3 separate regions of the Ovis aries genome follow, and regions 1 and 2 are each linked to region 3. A link is a contact called in public Hi-C data. All regions are on one chromosome and are shown on one strand. The core of a region is the stretch at or near the end of the contact, and the rest is flanking DNA. Distances in the headings are between cores, read along the strand shown. Region 1 holds the start of MRPS25 (mitochondrial ribosomal protein S25). Region 2 holds the start of RBSN (rabenosyn, RAB effector). Region 3 holds the start of NR2C2 (nuclear receptor subfamily 2 group C member 2).

What was found. A called contact is a pair of places that touch in the nucleus more often than the background predicts.
Region 1: a Hi-C map of liver shows a contact between it and region 3, with 2.7 times the contacts expected there. The contact joins the promoter of MRPS25 here to the promoter of NR2C2 in region 3. A contact is called at or near these places in 2 of 16 Hi-C or Micro-C datasets (liver and skin fibroblasts).
Region 2: a contact with region 3 is called in a Hi-C map of hypothalamus, with 2.4 times the contacts expected there. The contact joins the promoter of RBSN here to the promoter of NR2C2 in region 3. A contact is called at or near these places in 2 of 16 Hi-C or Micro-C datasets (hypothalamus and skin fibroblasts).

The regions. Positions count from the first base shown.
Region 1 is chr19:57,129,668-57,132,820 of ARS-UI_Ramb_v3.0, forward strand. MRPS25 (mitochondrial ribosomal protein S25) reads left to right here and starts at 1,457. Exons shown (of 4, transcript XM_015102172.3): 1 at 1,457-1,722. The coding sequence starts at 1,589.
Region 2 is chr19:57,101,224-57,104,546 of ARS-UI_Ramb_v3.0, forward strand. RBSN (rabenosyn, RAB effector) reads left to right here and starts at 1,382. Exons shown (of 12, transcript XM_027957805.2): 1 at 1,382-1,496; 2 at 3,289-3,323. It also overlaps the pseudogene LOC114109355.
Region 3 is chr19:57,305,402-57,308,465 of ARS-UI_Ramb_v3.0, forward strand. It overlaps NR2C2 (nuclear receptor subfamily 2 group C member 2), which reads right to left and starts at 1,385. Exons shown (of 14, transcript XM_027957808.2): 1 at 1,022-1,385. LOC132658194 (a long non-coding RNA gene) reads left to right here and starts at 1,437. Exons shown (of 2, transcript XR_009597473.1): 1 at 1,437-1,869; 2 at 1,985-3,064.

The DNA of each region.
Region 1 (3,153 bases), core at 207-2,706, 180 kb before region 3:
GGTTTTTCATTTGTTGAGCCAATATTTGCCGCTAAATCTCCATATTCCCTGCCCTTATAATGAATATAACTAGCATATAGGAGAAATAAGTATTAACCTTTAAGATTAATCATGTTAAACCTTAGGCTACGTAAATTCCTTTCTTGATTGTAACCCACTATACCCTCACCCTATAGGAATGCAACTTTATTTGGAGGGTGGCACCTGGTTTAAGAAAAAAATCACCCCTGGAAAAAATAAGTTTTCTGGTTGACTGACTGTTATCAGAAAGGGCCATAAAATGTCAGCAGGCCTCATGGTCAGAAGATGATGTAAAACCCCTAAAACCTTTTGTATAATTTTATATGAAGCACCTGATTTTGACAAGGGCCAGGTCTGCTGACCCCACGTGAACTCTGTATTCATCCCTATGTATAACAAAAAGTATATAAGCAACCTGAAAATAAAGAAATCGGATCAGTTTCTGGAAAGACTGATTCCCCCGTGTCGTTCTTTCTTTCCCCTTCTGGCTGAATTCCCATCTGGAGCATGGATACTCGATTGGTATTCCACGTAAACCAAGTTATTCAGCCTCCTTTTCTCCACTAACATGTCCTACTACACTATCCTTTTCTAATCTCTCTTTATATCTGTAATTAAATAAGTTTTTTCCTAGGACGCCGATTCCGTCTCCCCTTCGAATTACCCTGGATCCACCCGGGCTGGACCCCGGCAAGAAACCAGAATAAAAAACTGTCTTTCCTATAGTGGAAAAAAGACAGCTGCCTGCTATTTAGAAACCATGCAAGAGAGTGGAGTGAAACATTTAAAGTGTTGAAAGTTGCCCCCCACTCCCAACCTGTATTTCTGTATCTGGCAAAACTGTCCTTCAAAAGTAAAGAACTGACATATTCGGATCAATAAGAGTACTTCAGAAAGAGTACTTCTCAGCCACCTTTTGCTTTTCAAGGAATAGAGATCCAGAGCTCTTAAGTGATGGAACCAGGAAGTGGATACATACTCAATTCCTTCCCCCCCCCACCCTTTTGCAAGTCAGTGTTTTGTTTTCTGTTTGTTTGTTTTTAAGTCAGTGTTAGACATGGCGCAGGTCTTACCCTTCACCGTAAAGCCGGAGTCGAGTGAGGAAAACTGAGACACACGAGGTTGAACAGAAAGTTATTGGGCGCCTTGGTATTCAAACTCAGCTTTGCCGAATTACTTCCTCCTATTAAGTTTGCTGTCCGAATGACCGAGTTTGAGTCTACATAAAATGTTTTCCCTGGGCGGAGGGGAGAAGGACCGAGTCGCAGAGCGTGAAAACCTCAACGTTCCACGAGGTCGGAGGCTGTAGCCAGAGCCGCTGTCTCCTCGCCCACGCCGCCGCCAACTGAGGAGAGCCCCGCCAGCCAGGACTACAAGTCCCAAGCTGCTCCGCGGCGCGCGTGCTGCCCGCCGGGAGCGACCCTCCGTCTCCCGTGAGTCTGCGCGGGAAGTGGAAGCCGGCGCCGAGGCGAGGCGGCCGGCGGGAAGCGGGGGAGCTGTTGCCCGTGCTCGCTGCTCCGCGCTGCTGGACTCGTGGCCGGCAGTCCGGTCCCCACTCGCCGCCGCCATGCCCATGAAGGGCCGCTTCCCGATCCGCCGCACCCTGCAGTACCTCAGCCAGGGGGACGTGGTGTTCAAGGACTCGGTGAAGGTTATGACGGTGAACTACAACACGCACGGGGAGCTGGGCGAAGGCGCCAGGTCAGTCCGAGCCGCCGGCTCCCACCAGTCGCCTGCGAGCCCGCTGGAGACCTGGCGCCACTGTCCCCGCCCCACTGCGCGGACCGGCAGCTGCCCCAGGTCCCGCAGCAGAAGGGGACCCTGGGCCGGGCTGGGAGAGGGGCGGAGTGGATGGAGCCCAGCCGGGGCCACCGAGCCGCTGGCGTCCCGGCTCTCCTTGCACTCGCGGGCTCCGGGCGAGTTGTTTTTCCTCAGTGTCCCGACTGGGGGGACACCTGTGTCCCAGGGCTGAGGTGGCGGTGCGCTGGGAGAGGTTACCGCCGCTGGCCTTGGTGGAGCCGGCGTGCAGCGCGGTGTCTGAACGCTCCGCGTGCGGTTCACCGCAGTGTTCCTCTCGGCTCAGGGATGAGGGAGCGCGAGACGGTAAGGGACCGGCTCGGCCAGGCACACCCTCCTGAAGGCTGGTGAGGGGCAGCTCCGAAAGTGCTTCCTTCTCCAAGGACTCATCACCGTTGGTTTTTTTGGGGGCTGTGCTGTCTTCAGTTGCCGCGGGCGGCGGGGGGCGGGGGAGGAGCTTTCTTGTGTTACCCGAGCAGGGGCTACTCTTTGCGCTGGCTTCTCTGGTTGGGGACCACCGGCTGTGCGCGCCCGGGCTTAGACGCGCTGCAGCGTGTGGGATCTTTGTTCCCGACCAGGGATGGCGCCCGCGCCCCTTGCTCCACCACTGGACCACCAGGAACGTCCGGACTCATCACCCTTTAAATGAAGGGACTGTCCGTGTCAGCTCTGCAGCCTCCCGTTACCCACTTCGCCCCTGCACCCCCAGCTCCTTGATGCTCTTCAGCCCGCAGCAGAGTCGGGATTCATTGGAAGGAAAGCTTGCAAATGAAAGGTTTGAACTGGACCTTGAGGCAGCGACAGTGCCCTGGGCTTCTCAGGTGTTAGATATAAATTTACCGAGTGCCTGTTCATGCCGCCCCGCGATGTGCTGGAAATGTAATTCCTGTTTTTTCAGAAACTTTGGGCCTGGGTGTGTGGGATGGAATAGAGTGTGACTGGAGAGCAGCTCCCTGTCGAGGGTGGTCCCCCCCCACCCACTCCGGGAGGTTCTTCAGTGCAGGGCTGTTCAGGAGAGCCAGAAGCTACCCCCTAGCTGCGTTTGCCCCCTAGGAACTTGGACCTGCTTGTGTGGGGTCAGCTGGTATGAGGACTTCCTGGAAGACTCGGTCATAGGGCTGAATGGGCTCCAGGTCTCCTGCATAACTGACTTTGAATCCTTCCATCCACACCAGGAGTCCCAGGGCAGAGGCCAGACAGGTACAGTGAAGGCGGGACACAGTGTGGATGGACCTGTACTAAAATGAAATACTGCCCTGTCCCAGGGGGTCACTGACTGCTTGAACACATGTTGGCTAGGTGGGCTCCATGGAGAATCCCTGACTTGTCAACAAG
Region 2 (3,323 bases), core at 132-2,631, 200 kb before region 3:
TACGCCTTTTCTGTCTGGCTCTCAGGAGCTTTATGTACTAGGTGTGTGTGCTCAGTTGCGTGTGACTCTTTGGGACCCCACGGATTGTAGCTCGCCAGGCTCCTCTGTCCGTAGGATTTCCCAGGCAAGGATTCTGGAGTGGGTTGCCATTTCCTCCTCCGGGGGATCTTCCCAACCCAGGGATCGAACCCACATCTCCTGCATTGCCTGGCAGATTCTTTACTACTGAATCACCTGGGAAGCCCCAGAACTTTTATTATTTCTAATTAATTTATTAATAGAACTGCAGTTGTTGGTCTGGAGGAGGCATTAAAGACCCCTGGATGCCTCATATACCATGCATCTTGGCCAAGGCCTAAAGGGCTATAAGGTTCAGTTTTCCAATCTGTGCAATGGAGTGGAAAGCAAGGAATGGGGTTTAACTTCACCTCTCCCTGCCCCACCCCAGTGTCCGCCCATCCCGCGCCCCTGAACTTCCAGTAGTTCTGTAAGGATGTGACACTTGGTCAATAAAGAAGGCTGAGTGCCAAAAAATGGATGTTTTCCAATTGTGATTCTGGAGGAGACTCTTAAAAGTCCCTTGGACTGGAAGGAGATCAAACCAGTCAATCCTAATGGGAATCAACCCTGAATATTCATTGGAAGGACTGATGCTGAAGCTGAAGCTCCAATACTTTGGCCATCTGATGCGAAGAGCTGACTCACTGGAAAAGACCTTGCTGCTGGGAAAGATTGAAGGCGGGAGGAGAAGGGGATGACAGAGGATGACAGGGTTAGATGGCATCACCACTCGATGGACATGAGTTTGAGCAAACTCCGAGAGGGAAAGAGAGGACATGGAAGCCTGGCGTGCTGCAGTCCATGGGGTCACAAGGTGTCAGACACGACCTAGCCGTTGAACAACACCCCCAAGTTGCGGGGTTGGGAAAAACGTAAAATCAAGGGGCGTCAACCGGCCACTCGGAGAAGGCAATGGCACCCCACTCCAGTACTCTTGCCTGGAAATCCCATGGACGGAGGAGCCTAGTAGGCTGCAGTCCATGGGGTCGCGAAGAGTCGGACACAACTGAGCGACTTCACTTTTACTTTTCACTTTCATGCATTGGAGAAGGAAATGGCAACCCACTCCAGTGTTCTTGCCTGGAGAATCCCAGGGACGGGGGAGCCTGGTGGGCTACCGCCTATGGGGTCGCACAGAGCTGGACACGACTAAAGGCAAGAAACAAACAAAACAAACCCCGCCACTCGTTCCGGCGCCTGCGCAGAAGCCGCCGCTGCGCTGATCCTGGGGAATTTTTTTCCGGCCTCTCGATGACTCGGCGCTCCCGAGTGTTTTCTCCCCCGGTTTTTTGGTTTCGCGGCGGCCGCAGGCGTGCCTGCCGAGCGCCGAGCTGTTGATGGAGATGGCGGCCGCGCCCGAGTGAAGGCTCGCGGAGGCCCGGAGCCCGCGTCTGAGGACTGGACAGGCCTGCGCGCCCGGGGGAGGCCCGAGCAGGGTACGGAGAGGGCCAGGCGACTCTCCGGGTTGGGGCGCCACCCCGCTTCGGCCAGCAGACAGGCGGCTGGTGGCGGTGGCGCGGTGGCCCTGTGTGGCGGTGGGTGTGACTTGCGTGGTGGGCGCCGGGCCTCTCCTGCCGCGCGTCCCGCCCGCGGGTCCGCGGTGCTTTCACTCCGGCCGTGGCTGCGCGGGGACGCGTTAGCGGCGTTGGGTTCTGCGGCCGGGGGCTGTGTGGTCCCAGGCTGCGGAGAGCGGCCGGCGGCGCTCGCGCTGGACGAGGAGTTGCAGGAACCGTGGGCCTTATTTGGATTTCGGACAGGATTTCGGGGATGAGCGGCTCGCTTGTGTTGTGGACGTGGGGCCCAGCTAGGTGGTCTGTGATGGGTGTTTGGTTACGTGATCTTAGAGTTCGCTGTTTCATTCATTCCCTCCCGGGGCGTTATTGGGATCGTCGGAGGTTCGTGCCGGGCACTGACCCTGCGGGCGTGGTGGTCGGAACGTGGACGTGGCCTCTGCCCTCACACAGCTCACAGGCTGTGGGTTTTCGTCGCTTTGTGTACCTGTGATTACAAATTGCGGTCAGTGCTGTGAGGAGAGGTGCCCCGGGACAGAACACCTTGAGCAGTGCGTTTCTGCGGCCGTGAAGGTGCCTTGAGGTTTCGGGAGTTTGTGCTGGATTTGCGGCTGGTCGGGTGAGTGGGAAGAGAGGAGGCTCGGATGAACCTCTGGCTAGGAGCTGCTTGTCTTTTCAGCGGCTGTCTCTGAAAGGGGCTGAGATGTGATTGTACGCAATCGTCGGGCTTTTTCACTGGAGGAAGAAAACAGGAACCGCGTGTTTCATTTGTTTATTTCCTGGGTCACCGACCCCCTTTCGCTTTGATGACTGGGCAGTCCCTCCTCAGTGGCCCTGTAAGCGGGTCCATCGGCAGCTCAAAGCTGAGGCTTGTACATTCCTGCTCACTCTCCACCCTCGTCTGTGGCCTCAGGTTCTTGAGAAATTTCTCTGCTTTGGTGGAATGGTTTTGCCTCCGTTTTCCCTGTGGCTGGGAATCTTTCCAAGTTGACATTGAAAGTGACTTTGTCTAGGCTGGATAAAACTGAAAATGTAACTTATTAAACTCTGAATTGTTTAAGCACCGATTCTTTTATTTTTGAGGCAGGGAGAACGTTAGGTTTGCTGGTTTATAAAGTCTAGTAAGTTTATTGGAGAATAAGTACCATACAAACATAAGACACTAAATATATTTTTCTTTTTTTGGTAAGTATTTGTGTTATTTTCAGTTTGAGGCTATCGAAGTAGATTTTTCCTTCTGATCAGTCAAGTTTCTAATGCTGCTCCCTAGACTGAAGTTGGAATTTTTGTTTGGTTTCTAGGATAGATGCTATCCCTTTTACATCAGTGCATTTCTGAGACAGATGCAGAAACTCCATATATGTAGTTGAATAAATGGTCAAGGGAAAGAGAGTCAAGTAAAAACTTCTGCTTGTTGAGAGCTACTTCAGACATGGCATGCACTTTATGAAGCTGGAAACGTTACAGTATTTTCCTCTCTTATGTTCAGGAGTCTGTGCTTCCCCCTTCATTGAGTTGCTGTTTTTGTGTGATGGTCTCATCTTAGAAAGCTTTAGGTTTCCGTCTAAGGATTTGAGAAAGCAGTTTGTATTATCAGACTTGCACTGGAAAACATTAAGTACCCATCTTGAATTGTGAAAAGAATAAGGAAAGTTCTCAGTTACTGCTAATTTGCCTGAATTTGTCCCCTCCCCCCCTTTCTTTTTTCCTTTCGTAGGACTTCTGCTCCAGGGAGGACACCTCATCCAGGAC
Region 3 (3,064 bases), core at 135-2,634:
TGAGAAGGGAGGTCCGGCCTGCTAAGAACGCCCATCCTCCCATTTTAGGGTCGATGAAATTGAGCCTCAGGAAGGGGATTCGCCCGCAGCCGCGCCGACAACACTGGCAGGAGCCCTAAGAGGTATCGATTCCACAACGCCCTATCCCACGAGCCGACGGCCCTGGGTTCAGGATGCTTCATCACCTTTATTACTATTGTTCAGCAGCACTCACTCCGGACGCGCACCAGGCGGAGGGCGCGCCCCAGCCCTCGCCGCGTCCCCGCGCGTCCCACGCGCCCCCGGCCGCGCCCCGCCCCCAGGCCCCGCCCCCAAGCCCCCACGCCGCGCCCGGGTCTCTGCTCCCGCCCCGCCAAGGGCGCCCGCGCCGCGCGGGGACCACCCCCTGCCAGCAAAGCCCAATCAGCAGAGGCCCAGGGGGCGGGGCCGCGAGGCCCCGGCCCTCCTATCTGGGCGCCAATTGACCCCCTCAGCTGTCACTCATAAGGTCGCACCCGCACACCCGCCTTCCTCCCTTTCCTCCAACCCTCCCCTTCAGGGGAAAAAAAAAAAACCGAAACGGCGGTTGGGCCACGGCGGTGGCCAACGGCGGGCGGGAAGCGGAGGGGAGAGGAGCCGGGGAGTGAGGGAAGGAGGGCTCTGGGAGGAGCAGGCGATGAAGGAGGAGGAGGGGAGCCCGGCCCAGCCGGAGCCGTCGCCGCCGAGGACAAAATGGCGACGCTGGCGGAGGGCCAACTGTGAGGCGGGGCCGCGGCGTCCCCCCTCCGCCCCCACCCTCGCGCCGGCCGGGCCGGTCAGGGGGAGCCCGCTCGCCTCGCCGGCCGCGGGCGGGGAGGGGAGGGGAGCGGCCCGGCCCACTATGCAAAGCGGCCGGCGCCACCGCCCCGTGGCAAAGGTAAAAGGGTCGGGTTCAGCCGCCGCCGCCGCGGCGCCTCCATGTCCGCGCGCCAGGCCCGCCCCCTCCGCCGCCGGCCCGAGCCCGCCCCGGCCCTTTTTTTTTTTTCTCCCCTTCAATTTTTACCTCAGGATTTGGCGCCAAAGCGGCCTCGAAGCAGGTCCCGTGTCTGCGGCGGGTCGGCCCCCGGCGCGGAGGGCAGGGCGCGGGGGGGAGGCCGGCTTCCCGGCGTCGGCGTTTGGCGGGAGCCCCCGGGCCGCTTAGGCTCGCGGGGCAGCTGGCGAGAGACGGGACGCCGAGGTGGGAGCTGGACGGCGGGGGCGGGCCCGGAGGCGCCGCCGGGGTCGCGGGGAAGGAGGGGTTTGTTATTGTTTTTGTCAGTGAAAGGTCAGAGTTCGTGACCCCGGTGCCGCCGCCGCCGCCGCCGCCCGCGCGCTGGGAGGAGGAGGGCGAATGTTCTTCTTCCTCTTCCCGGCGCCAGCCTCGTCGCGGCCGCGGGGGGCGGGCGAGCACGCGATTGGCTGAGGCGCGCGCGCGCGCCGGAACGCGCCGGCCGCGCCGCTCCGGCAGGCCCCTCCGCGGCCGCGGCCCGGGCGGCGGCTCCGGTGTCCGCCGGGGTCTCTGTCCGGGCTCGGCCGCGCCGCCATACGGCCACCGCGGAGCTTAAACGCCGAGGTCGTCGGGGCGTGGGGTTGGCTGGGCGTTGTCAAAGGCCGGGAACGCCGGCCTCCCCGTTATTCGGAGTGGCCCGCCCGCGAGCTCCTCGAGGCCGGATGGGGACCGTGTTCTCGCCGTAACGTCCCCCACCCGGGCCTCCGCCGAGCCCAGCCGAAGCCTCTGTGCTTGTGGACTGAAGAAGTGATGGCGGCGGAGCGCCCGGAGGGCGGAAGTGGGTGGTTTGTTGGGTGGGCGTTGACCGGTTCGTGCCCTCGGTCCGGATGATCCGAGGATGCACCAGCTTCTGGGAGTATCAGGTAACGTGTTGAAGCCCTCCCAAGCCTGTCACTGTCTTTTCTGGAATATATGCCCCAAGTCTTACGTCCAGAGTCTCCTCGCGATTTGAAACTGAACAACAGTGCTTCCGTTCAGTTCAGTCGCTCACTCGTGTCCGACTCTTGGGGACCCCATGGACTGCAGCACGCCAGGCCTCCGTGTCCATCACCAACTCCCGGAGCTTGCTCAAACTCATGTCCATCGAGTCGGTGATGCCATCCAACCGTCTCATCCTCTGCCGTCCCTTGTCCTGCCTTCAGTCTTTCCCAGCATCGGGGTCTTTCCCAGTGAGTCAGTTCTCATCAGGTGGCCAAAGGATTGGAGCTTCAGCTTCAGCATCAATCAGTCCTACCAATGAAGTGCAACAATGCTAAAGTGTATACAAAGAAACTTCTTGTAGAGTTGGCTTACGTATACAAATACAGTTGCTCCTCTTGATCCTATGAATCTTGGGTTGTAGGTATTCCCTAGATATTTCTCTCATAGTGATGGTTTTACTTGCTTTGCATGGTGCAGACTGCCGTTTTATTTGGGATGCCCTGAGCTGCATAGGGCAGACCGCTTGATGACCGTGCCTTTTGATAGGCCTAAGATCCGCTGCTAATTGATTTTTTCTGAACTTTTCTTGTTTATTATTAATAAATTCTTACTCGAAGATGGATGATTTAACCTTTTTTTTAACCAGTAGCCATTTAGCTTTTATCAGTGTGACCTCAGCTTTGAGTATTTCGTCCATAATCTTGTAATATTTTTATTTGATAGGAAATGCTTTAACAGACCCATTTTCCTTGTTTTCACCTCTCAAGGAAGAGGAAGATGAGAACCAGAAATGTCAAATGATATGCCTAAGGGAACACAGTATCTTGATGATAAATCCTTGTAAACATGTACTGCTTTGTAATTGTGAGGATGACCCACAGAGATGTTATGGGGAGGGAGGTGGGAGGGGGGTTCATATTTGGGAACACATGTAAGAATTAAAGATTTTAAAATTAAAAAAAACTCAAAAAAACCACAAAACTTGTAACTGTGTACTTTCCTCCCCCCAAATTAGGTTTTCAATGTTGTATACCACTTCTAGCTATAGCTTTAAAATAAATACATTGAGGTTTTTTGTGGGGTTTTTTTTGGGGGGGGGGCAAACAGAACTGTACTAGATTTTGAAATGAATACTAA